3 separate regions of the Sus scrofa genome follow, and regions 1 and 3 are each linked to region 2. A link is a contact called in public Hi-C and promoter capture Hi-C data. All regions are on one chromosome and are shown on one strand. The core of a region is the stretch at or near the end of the contact, and the rest is flanking DNA. Distances in the headings are between cores, read along the strand shown. Region 1 has its middle 430 kb from the start of ETS1. Region 2 overlaps KCNJ1 (ATP-sensitive inward rectifier potassium channel 1). Region 3 has its middle 310 kb from the start of ETS1.

Evidence for each region. Promoter capture Hi-C pulls out the DNA fragments that hold promoters and counts their contacts. Hi-C and Micro-C count contacts between places; a contact is called where the count stands out from the background.
Region 1: a contact with region 2 is called in a Hi-C map of liver, with 3 times the contacts expected there. The contact joins two enhancer-like sites. A contact is called at or near these places in 1 of 5 promoter capture datasets (liver), 21 of 47 Hi-C or Micro-C datasets (alveolar macrophages, blood, brain and 13 more) and 1 of 2 datasets of contacts at active chromatin or transcription factors (skeletal muscle).
Region 3: a contact with region 2 is called in a promoter capture Hi-C map of liver, with 19 times the contacts expected there. The contact joins two enhancer-like sites. A contact is called at or near these places in 1 of 5 promoter capture datasets (liver), 22 of 47 Hi-C or Micro-C datasets (alveolar macrophages, embryonic fibroblasts, epiblast stem cells and 12 more) and 1 of 2 datasets of contacts at active chromatin or transcription factors (skeletal muscle).

The regions. Positions count from the first base shown.
Region 1 is chr9:55,082,173-55,085,834 of Sscrofa11.1, forward strand. No RefSeq gene overlaps it. Among named protein-coding and RNA genes, the nearest start is that of ETS1, 430 kb to the right of the region's middle. Within about 2 kb of position 1,674, at least 13 of the 83 cell types and tissues checked have an H3K27ac peak or open chromatin away from gene starts, as enhancers often do. A contact at or near this core is called in liver, where this site is marked.
Region 2 is chr9:55,775,466-55,779,148 of Sscrofa11.1, forward strand. KCNJ1 (ATP-sensitive inward rectifier potassium channel 1) reads right to left here. Exons shown (of 3, transcript XM_021063129.1): 3 at 3,555-3,683. Among named protein-coding and RNA genes, the nearest start is that of KCNJ1, 35 kb to the right of the region's middle. Within about 2 kb of position 1,701, at least 6 of the 83 cell types and tissues checked have an H3K27ac peak or open chromatin away from gene starts, as enhancers often do. A contact at or near this core is called in liver, where this site is marked.
Region 3 is chr9:55,200,478-55,203,698 of Sscrofa11.1, forward strand. No RefSeq gene overlaps it. Among named protein-coding and RNA genes, the nearest start is that of ETS1, 310 kb to the right of the region's middle. Within about 2 kb of position 1,909, at least 25 of the 83 cell types and tissues checked have an H3K27ac peak or open chromatin away from gene starts, as enhancers often do. A contact at or near this core is called in liver, where this site is marked.

The sequences.
Region 1 (3,662 bases), core at 424-2,923, 690 kb before region 2:
GAACCTGCAACCTCATGGTTCCTAGTCGGATTCGTTAACCACTGCGCCACGACGGGAACTCCCTAGAGTGGCTCTTTAAGTAAATAAAATTTGACCTCAAAGGTGATGGATGGATAGGGCTTCGTGAAGTCGAGGAGCTGAAATATTCTCACCAAAATGTCCTGCCGACCTTGTCTAGGAAACTGCAAACTAAAAGTAGAGACCAGAGCGTCTATCTATAACAATTCTCCACTATTTTCCTCTTGGAACTCAGAATAGAACAAGTGCTTTGCAATGATGCCAACCTAGACTATGTCTCTCACAAGCCAAAATTTCTGATGGCAAATCCAAGGAGGAAAAATACAACTGTTTCTGTTTGGATACATAACAGCAAACAACATGAGTTGTATTTTCGTTGAGTTCACTAGTTGTTGGGACAGCACTAGAAATTCAGCCAAAATGGTTAACTTGGGATTCTAAGGCCTTGGCAAGCACTAAACCTGACTTTAGAGAATTCAGCTTGTTTTTCCTTCAAGGTTTCTGACTAGCAGCCAAAAGCATAAAACACAAAAATCTCATTATCTCTAACTATTTTGAAGTTCCTTCCAACAGGTTGGCCAGGATAACTTTGTTTTATATTTGTAACTCGAGTCTAACTTCAGTTAATGCCAAAAAGGCAACCCGAGTCCTAATTAACTAATTAATTAACATAACAAAGCCTGCCCCATCTATAAATAATTCATTACAACTCACTCTATACTGTGGGTAAGTATTCCAGAGAAGCAATTTTGAAAATACTGTAAAGTTCTTGCTGTTGCTCTCTTGGTTTTATTTCTCTGAAAAGACATTTTGTCACCTGTTATATATGGCCATAACCAAGCTCCCAACAACATAGCTGGAAGGCAAAGAAAGAAATTAACTAAGCCTTTCTGCAAAAGTAAGGAAAGTGCTGATAGATAACAGCCAAGCCAAGCCATTTAGGGATGGACTTAGGACAAGAGGGCCTTCTCTCTTAGTTACAAATGCATCTGGCCTGTGTCCATGGGTAGATCGTATATCTGACAATATCCTCCCTTTTAATGCTTTGCAGATCCAAGGTATATTATCATACCCTAAGCCTGAACTCTCCAGGGAAATTATGTCAAGCCATAACCAAGGAAGTTGTATTGTAAAAATCACGGGAGGAACCAGCTGTGTGAAATTCACCGTTAGGAAACAAAAAACCGTGTACCGAAAGGTGGCGCTGTGACACTGCAGAATGATGCTAACCAGTGTGTTTATTCTCAAATCTCCGGAAGATTCAGGCTCAGCATTTACTGGGGCGGGGGGAGGTGGGGGAGCCGAACTCAGCTTTATTTTAGAACTTATCTCTGTGCACTCGAGGTGGACCTAAAGTTCTCATAAACTAATCTTCCAGCTTATTTTGCACACACAACACATTCCTGATGTGGGCAGGAAATAAACTAATTTTTATAAAGCCTCTCTGTCTGATGTATTCATTATTTGGATTTGCTGAGTTGTGTGATAGTGCTATTTTAGAAAAATAGATCAAATCAAGATGACTTACCCTAAAAAAAAAAAAGTTTTCTGCAAAATACTGAGAAATAGCTTAGCAGGCAGTTGAGCATATTAATCTGTGCTAATATGGACATAAAACTGAAACCATCATACAACTCTCACCTAGCATGCTTGCGATTGCACCTTTTTAAAAGTGAGATCCCATTGCTAATGGTTGCTTAAAATGCCAGTAGGCACGTTTTGTCCACAACGAAGCTCACAACCACATTTTAGAAGTTCTGCAGAGGGGCCGAAAGGCAAACAAGCCTCATTGTGTCTTTGGGACTAAATTACTTTCTTGTTCATTTCTAACCAAGGGTTTCATGGAATAAACATTCAAGCTCCTACTCTCATTTAGGGCAGAAAAGAACACATGCTCCATGAAACATTATTTCCTGAGCACCAAATATGTATTTTATGTTGTGCCAGGTGCTGGAGAGAGAAATAAGAAAAGTAGAACCCAAATTCATTCTCCTTGAGCAAATTCCAAAAACATACACCAACTAAGAGACGTGTGATATATTTTCAGTCATTGCCATAGTAAGATCTCATTCTAGAACTAAGTCAGTCTTGTTTACAAACACACAAATTCCTGGTCTATTTAAATCCTCATTGTTGGAGTTCCCTTTGTGGCTCAGCGGAAAAGAATCTGACTAGAATCCATGAGGATGAAACTTCCATCCCTGGCCTCACTCAGTGGGTTAAAGGATCTGGCGTAGCCAAGCTGTGATATAGGTCATAGATGTGGCGCGGATCTTGCTATGGTTGTGGTGTAGGCCAGTAGCTGTAGCTCAGATTCGACCTCTAGCCTGGAAACTTCCATATGCTGCAGGTATGGCCCTAAGAAGCAAAAAAACAAAAAAACAAAAAAAAACAAAAACAAAAATTCATCATTGTTAATTTTGGGGGCTGAAGTTCATCAAATGTATAATCTCAGAACCTCAGACTGTGAAGGGCATTGGACAATAGCTAACATTTATCTCACAATGATTTGCTATATCTGTAACAGGGCTATGCACTTTGTACACATTATCTTTTTAATGTTTATAACAATTCAGTAGACACCTCCACATTTTACAAATAGAGGCTCAGAAAAATTCAGTCATAAAAGGCCAACTCATGAATTTGAAACTGAATCTACTTAATTCTAGAGCCTGTGCAATGCCACACCAGTTTCAGGACCTGAAAAACCGTCGTGTCCTCAAAGTTCAACACTCAAAAATGCATTCACCCAAACATGTGTCATCGCCATAACACACCCACTAAAACATTCACCAAGTCTCCAAACACAAGGGGCTCACTCTAAAGCAGATTTTTTATTTTTCCACAATTTCCCCTAGTGTAAACCTCTGTCACACTTTCAAAGAAGGGCAAACTCTTCAAGTAGAACGGAGAGGTTCCAGAACATGTCCAGACATGTAAGGAGGGAGAGCTCACAGGGTCTCCACCCACACTGAATTGAACCTGTGAGCGACTGCAGCTAATCTATGAAGCCATGAAAGTTGCAACAGGTGGTCCTTTGGAAGATATTCCTTTGTGAACTGCCTGGCCCTCTGCTAGAAAGCCTCTGAGGCTCCCGGCAAAGGAATGATCCTTGGCGTGTGGGCTGAGCGTAAGGGCAGCACACAGAAGACTGGGCAGAGCAGGTGTCCTTCAGTTGCTTTGGCAAATACCTGTTTTTTTTCTCAAGGAGGGACTGGGTCATGAAACCAAGGGTAGCTTTAGAGTGTGTAGGAAGGTAATTCTACCAACCTCTCAGGGAGACTTCAAACCTTCCCGTTGCCAGAAGGGAATCAAACATAGTTGACTCTACTCAATATTCTGTGATAACCCATATGGGAAAAGAATCTGAAAAAGAATGGATACATGTCTACATATAACTGAATCACTTTACCGTGCACCTGAAATTAACACAACGCTGTAAATCAACTCTACGCCAATAAAATTTTTTTAAAAAATAGGAGTTTCTACTGTGGTGCAGTGGGTTAATGATCCGGCTTGTCTCTGTGGAAGTGCCAGGTCGATCCCCTGCCTGGTGCAGTGGATTAAGGATCTGGTGTTGCTGTAGCTGTGGCACAGGTCATAGCTCTGACTCGGATTCAATCCCTGGCCCAGAAACTTCCATA
Region 2 (3,683 bases), core at 451-2,950:
CCCTGTTGTTCTGAGCAAATTCATTCATTCATTCATTCATTCATTCATTCATTTACTGATTCAAATGTGAGGCACAGAATCAATGCGAGGAAACAGAGGTGAATACAGAATAGAAATACTGTTCTCCTGGGGTAGCCAAAGCTCCGTTTCCCCATCTGTCAAAACGGGAAATTTGGAGATCACATTGTGGCGCAGCAGAAACATCCGACTAGGAACCATGAGGTTGTAGCTTCAATCCCTGGTCTCGCTCAGTGGGTTAAGGATCTGACATTGCTGTGAGCTGTGGTGTAGGTTGCAGACTTGGCTCGGATCCCTCGTTACTGTGAGCTATGGTATAGGCCAGGAGCTGTAGCTCCAATTCGACCCCCAGCCTGGGAACCTCCACCTGCAGTGAGTGCGGACCTAATAAGAAAAAAAAAAAAAAGGAAATTTAATCAGTCTCTACTACAAATGAAGGATCACTCAGAGCCTGAAATTAAACAACTCATTACATAGATATAGAATGAGTTTATATTTTATATATATATATTTTACATATATATATAGAGAGAGAGAGAAAGAGAGGGGGAGAGAGAGTATAGATGTGCAGGGTCTATGTAGACATTGGAAGTATAACTCTTCCTAAAACATGCAAGTCCAGAAGTGTTCAAGAAGACTGACCCAGGGCTCTGCCAAGCAATGAGAGGTCTCTCCCAAAGTGTAAGACAGGACAAGGACGATCCACCAGATCCACGTAAATGCCTCGTAGCCTTGACAAGTCCATTCAGAAGGTGTTCTATACTAAAGGATGCAGACTTGCATGATTTTTTTTTTTCATGTTTGGCTGCCCCGAGGCATATGGAGTTCCCAGGCCAGGGATCGGATCCGAGCCACAGTCTCAACCTAAGCAACTGTACCACAGCAGGAACTGCCAGACTTGAGTGATTTTAAACCCTTGGGTTTTTGAGACAGACAGCTGTGGATTTGCGTCCCAGCCCTGCCATTGACTAGCGGAACAAGTTCCTTCCCTGAGCTGCCTCCAGTGAAAAATAGGTATTATAATAATGAGTACCTCAGAGGATCATTGGGGACATTAAATTAGGTAGGGTATCCAAAATGCTTTCAACAAAACCTCAGACACAGTAAGAACTCAGTAAGGAGCCTGAGTAATAAGTTGCATTTCTATAGCACCAGAGAAACTTGGGGTTTCTCACTCACACTCAGGACTTCTCCCACACCCAGGGGCGGTGGTGGATGCAGGGGATGGCGATCCAGAAGGGCCCACACCAGTCCCTGGCCCCCCAGCCTGGCGCAAGCCTCCCTCTCTGCGGGACTCAGCTCCAGAGAGTACAGCTGGGTGCATCTGGCTGGGGAGATTAAATTATTTTTGAATTCCTAACTGAATGTTCTTTTAATGGAAACTTAATGACAGGCATTGAAATAGATTTCCTCCGTACCCCCTCCCCCCCGCGGCGCCCCCCCCCACGCGGCTCTGTGCGCGCTGTTCCCGATAACCTTTATTCCCTACCCCTGGACTTTTATCTCCCCAGTGACAAACAGCCCTTGCTGGACAGAAAGAGGAAATTCCAGTCATTGTTCTCAGACTTCTGGCTTCCAAAATAAAATGCTCTATCTCCCCTGTCAAGCTTTGATTGACATACACTTCCTGTCAAGGGGAGGACCACGGCCCGGGGGCGGGGCCAAGGCCTCATTTGCATGCTGGGAACCGCAGGTTTTCTTTTGTTCTGGACAAGGAAAGAGCCCTCTGGTGCTCTTCACACCGTCACCCATCTGAGGACCCATCTCCCTTTTATGCAAAATCTCCAAGAAAGACACTTCCTCAGCTGTCCCCACAGTCCACCAGGGGAGTTCTTTGCTGTCTGTGGAAACAGACAGACACACGCAAAGCATCTCACTTCTTAGATTTGGCAACTTAGAGAGGATCTTTTCCTTCCACCCCATCTCTCTCTCTCTCTCTCTCTCAATAAATTCTTAAACTGTCTTCCCCATTCTTAACTCTAAATACTGGAGCTTGAGCCAACTTAAGACCTGGAAAATTAAACCATGTTCAGACTCTCCAAGTCCAAACCCCAGAACAACAGAGCTAAATGTGACAATTGAAGGGGAATCAGTACCAAGGGAGATTTCAATATGGTGATGCATCATGGGATGCAGTTTTTCTTGAAAGGGATAAGAAATGTTGAATTGCTTTTAAAATGTAACTAGGGAGTTCCCGTCGTGGCTCAGTTAACGAATCCGACTAAGAACCACGAGGTTGCGGGTTCGATCCCTGCCCTTGCTCAGTGGGTAAAGGATCCGGCATTGCCGTGAGCTGTGCTGTAGGTCGCAGACGCAGCTCGGATCCTGTGCTGCTGTGGCTCTGGTGTAGGCTGGCAGCTACAGCTCCGATTGGAGCCCTAGCCTGGGAACCTCCATGTGTCACGGAAGTGGCCCAAGAAATGGCAAAAAGACCCCCCCCCAAAAAAATGTAACTAGAATAGTAAGACTTACCTGTAGCAACAGCATCTGGATGGAGTCGGGTCCTACTGGCAACACTGTTAACCACATTGAAATAAAAAGCCTGCCTTTATCACTGGCATTAAATTAGGAGCAAGTTGGCCTTCTGGAACCTTCTGTTTCTCATTTATTTTATTTACTCACTGAGTTTCTATTCCTGTGGCAAATCTCCTCTTTTCAAATGTCCAGGGTTCCTATGCTGCTTTGGAGGTTCCAAGCCACGGCTTAGGACTCTCAGATGGTACCTGCAGGGCCTTGTTTCCTTAGAGCTTTGTTGGATGTAAGTGTGTTAAAGGTTGCTAGAGTTTCACTGGGAATTTGCATGAAAAAGTAGACTCCACGTGGCAGAATGCCTTGATCCCAATGAAGGAATATTTGGAACCAGAAGGTCTTCCATCAAATAATTCAGAAAGGCATGCTTTTCACCAAGATTCCAGTTGTTCAGCTCTCTTCACAATCGAAAGGAACAGATTGCCTGTGATCATTTCACTTCCAGCAATCCCCAGGCATTCTGTTGAGAAGCAGAACAGACCAGAAGACATGTGTTCTGACCCTCTAGTTTATTAAGGAAATACGGAGTCCTAAACCCTCATGACAGTGGGACAGCAAAGAACTCAAGCTCATTCCCTAATTTCCTTTAGCACTGTCAGCAGGTTAAATAGTGATGCCAACACACCTGCAGACACAGAGTCATCTCCTGTGTGGGCCAGTTTGCCACTGACAGCGCAACTCTGAAACCATTAGACTCCTCACCTCTGTTTGTTGGAAGGACCAGGGTGTGTGTATGGATCTGTACAAACTCAACACCAGGCCTGGGAAAACAAAGCCATCAGTACCTACAAGCAAGTGCCAAGACTCACACCATGGTGTTTTGGTGATGAGGCTGCAAAGGAAGGGGCATGTCTGCAGCCAAGGTCATGTCCTCCTGGGGACGCTGGAGTCAACACAACACCTGCCACCACTCCCACCTCTCCCAGGACTGAGTCCACCCTCAGCAAGCCCATTGTCACCAGCTAGTCTGTCACAGTGAATGGGCAATGACTGACACTGCAGGGAAGTACATGCACAGTTTCAGAGCTTTAATGTATTAATCAACAGGCTGGAACATCCTGATTCCTAAGCAGCATTGAGTACCGCCCTCTCCAAATACATTCAAAATAGTAATAAAATAGGTGGGAAACCTTAGT
Region 3 (3,221 bases), core at 659-3,158, 570 kb before region 2:
GGGTTTTATTATCTTTTTTTCTTGATAATCGCAACCACCTCCTCGCCCTTGTGTTGGTCCTACGGCTTTGCTCTTTTCCAAATACCCTGCATCCAGACCACAGTCAGCGGAAACTTCGGAAACCTCTGTCTTGGTCACCCTCCTTCTCAACACCCCCTAACACCCAGCTCCATGGCAATCGCTCTTGTCCACTGAGATTCCAAACGCAGCACTTGACACCCCCTTGTTCAGCTGACCGAGGCACCCTCTAGTTCACTGCGTCGTCTTATTTTTTATTTTTTTCTTGGCGTTCGCCCCATCAGCAATCCTCTCATGTATGGGTTTACATGCTTACTCTCTGTCTCCTTCCCACACTTAGGCTCGATTAGGCACTTGTGGCCAGAAATTTGATTTGTGTTCACTACTGATCCCAGGATATACATCTTCTAAAATTGTTTAAAGAAAAAACAAAAAAGCAATGTAAATGGTGAAAAAAGAAAAGAATGAATGGCCAAAAAAGAAGGAATGAAATCTCTCCCAACACCTCTCCTTAGGTCAGTGGTTCCCTGTTGGGGACAGCTTTGCTCCCAGGGTCAGATGCTACATGTTTCTTCCTTACTTGGCAGCAAAGGGAAACTTAGCTGAGTAGGTAGGAAAACCAATAATAACACACACACTCTCTTCATGACTGTCCACGTTAGGGGACAAAATGGTGTCATCTGGGGCTCATGGCCATGGAGAAATGGACACACCGGTCTCCCCCACCAGGAGTTGGTAGAAGTTAGCTAAGTGGTGAGTAAAAAATATGCAAAAATGGTGAATGTGAACAGGACAGTCCAAGATGAGGCTGTTACTCTGGAAAACCATCAGCCCTTCAGCTAAGAACTCATAATGAATCAATTGTCAGTTCAGCCCAACGATTTGTGAATGGAATGCTTTCCAGTGAATGAATGAATGCAGTTCCATAATGTACAAAGTCTGACTCAAAATGGGCCGAGAGATGGAACATGATCTGACGGATCAATTACTGCACATGTTTTCCCTCCTGTCAACCACAGTCATTTGTTTTTACTCCATCACCCAGACATTAGCAAGCCACAGCCAATTGTAGGAGAAACCCTGTCATTTGTAATGTGACTAGATAATTGTCCATCGGCTGTTTTCCACACAGAGAAGCATTTTTGACCTGAGGACTAAAGTCTTCGGGCCAGTGAAGACCTTTTACTCGAACTTTCTGCCAGTAGGAAGACTCTCATGGCTCTGCACCGTGAAGTCCTGGAATTCAGAAGGTCTACCAAAGTCTTCAGTTTCCTTCTGATGTCTTTTTGCAGGCTATGCCACATTCACTAAGAAACAGACTTAGAAGAAATACAATTGACACTTTCTGAAAGGGACACCCCGGGTGCATTTAGGTAATGTGTTTCTGGCCTCTCAAGTCTTACAATGAGAAAAATTTGTTGTTATTTTGTGGTGCTGTCTCTCTGCTATTAGATACATCGCCGCTTTTTTTTGGTCCCTTTTTATCCCACCTTCCATGGAGCTGGCAGAACTACTGACCCTTAACTAGGAACGAGGCATATAGGGAAGAATTCGTGTTAATAGTTTCCTCTACTATATGCAGATTCTGTTTACAGAGTAGATTTTATTTCACCAAAGGTCTCCAGCAGTTTTACCATAGCCTCATTTTCAATAGAGAGCTCAATACAATGATTAGACCTTCCAGAAATAAGAAAAGGATGCAGAGAAATTGCCCTAATATCCTTCATACATTTTGTACCCTTAAAATTAGCTTGCAGTCTGTCCTGACTTTTTGTCAAACCAGAAGCCTAAATGTAAAACAGTTCCAGTTATAGTAAAGGATTACTGGTCTGGGTCAAGGCGGCGTCATGTCATCTAAACTCCTGCCGCTAGAGGGAGTCAAACCCAGCAATCCGCAACCCAAGGCCCCGGCAGAGAGCAAGGTTGCCTCTTTTACCTTTCTCTTTAAACAAATGATTCTCAGCTCAGTTGCCCCAGAAAAACACCAGCATCTGGTGTGCTCTGTTTATTCTGAGGTTACTATTTCTAAAAATAGTTTTCTGAAAAATTGCCCTCGCCGGCTGGGAAGCACACAGCAGAGTGGTGAGCCCTGAGTGGGAGGTACTCCTGCCTCAGGGACGCTGGAGGCTGGGAGTGTGGGACAAGAAAGCGCTAAACACACACACACACACACACACACACACACACACACACACACACAACACACACACACAAAACTGATTGACATGCAGAAAACTGCAGATGGCCATGAGGAGTGAGGGTGGTAAGCCAGAGCCACCAGGCCTGGTAGAAGCAGAAAGTCAGCCTGGAGATGTGAACACCCCTGCTGAGCCCCCAGAGATGAGGAAACAATTTGAGGCTGTGGTGCCCCTCACAGGGGGCAAAGTGGGGGCAGGGGGAGGGGGCAGCTCTGGACCAGAGGTTTGCTTCAGCCAGGTGGTGGCAGAGGATGGGGGTCTTGCCAACCTCTGCTGGTCTTCCAGACAGCAGAAGGGAGTGTGTGTGTGTGTGTGTGTGTGTGTGTCCACAGAACATGCTAGAAGGTGATGAGAGGAGAAAGTCAAAATTTTAGAGGTTCTTTCCTTTTTCCTTGCCCAAGTTTTCTCCCTAGCCAATCTTCCAATTCCATCATTTTTAGAATCATTTTTATTTTTTTATAGATTCCACTCTAACCCCCCCGGAGACCTAGAGTGAAGAACTTCACTCCAGCAATCCCACTCCTGGGCATCTATCCAGAGAAAACCATGACTTGAAAAGACACATGTACTCCAATGTTCATTGCAACACTATGTGCAATAGCCAACACCTAGAAACAACCTAAATGTCCATCAGCAGAGGAGTGGATCAAGAAGATATGGTACATATACACAATGGAATATTACTCAGCCATTAAAAGGAATGAAATACTGGCATTTTTAGCAACATGGATGGACCTAGAAATTATAAAGCTAAGTGAAATCAGTCAGACAATGAGACACCAACATCAAATGCTATCACGTACATAGTGGAATCTAAAAAAAGGACACAATGAACTTCTTTGCAGAACAGATACTGACTCACAGACTTTGAAAAACTAATGGTTTCCAAAGGAGACAGGTTGGGGGGTGGGGAAATATGCTGGTGGTTTGGGATGGAAATGCTATAAAATTTGGCTGTGATGATCATTGTACAACTATAAATGTAATAAATTAATTGAGTAATAT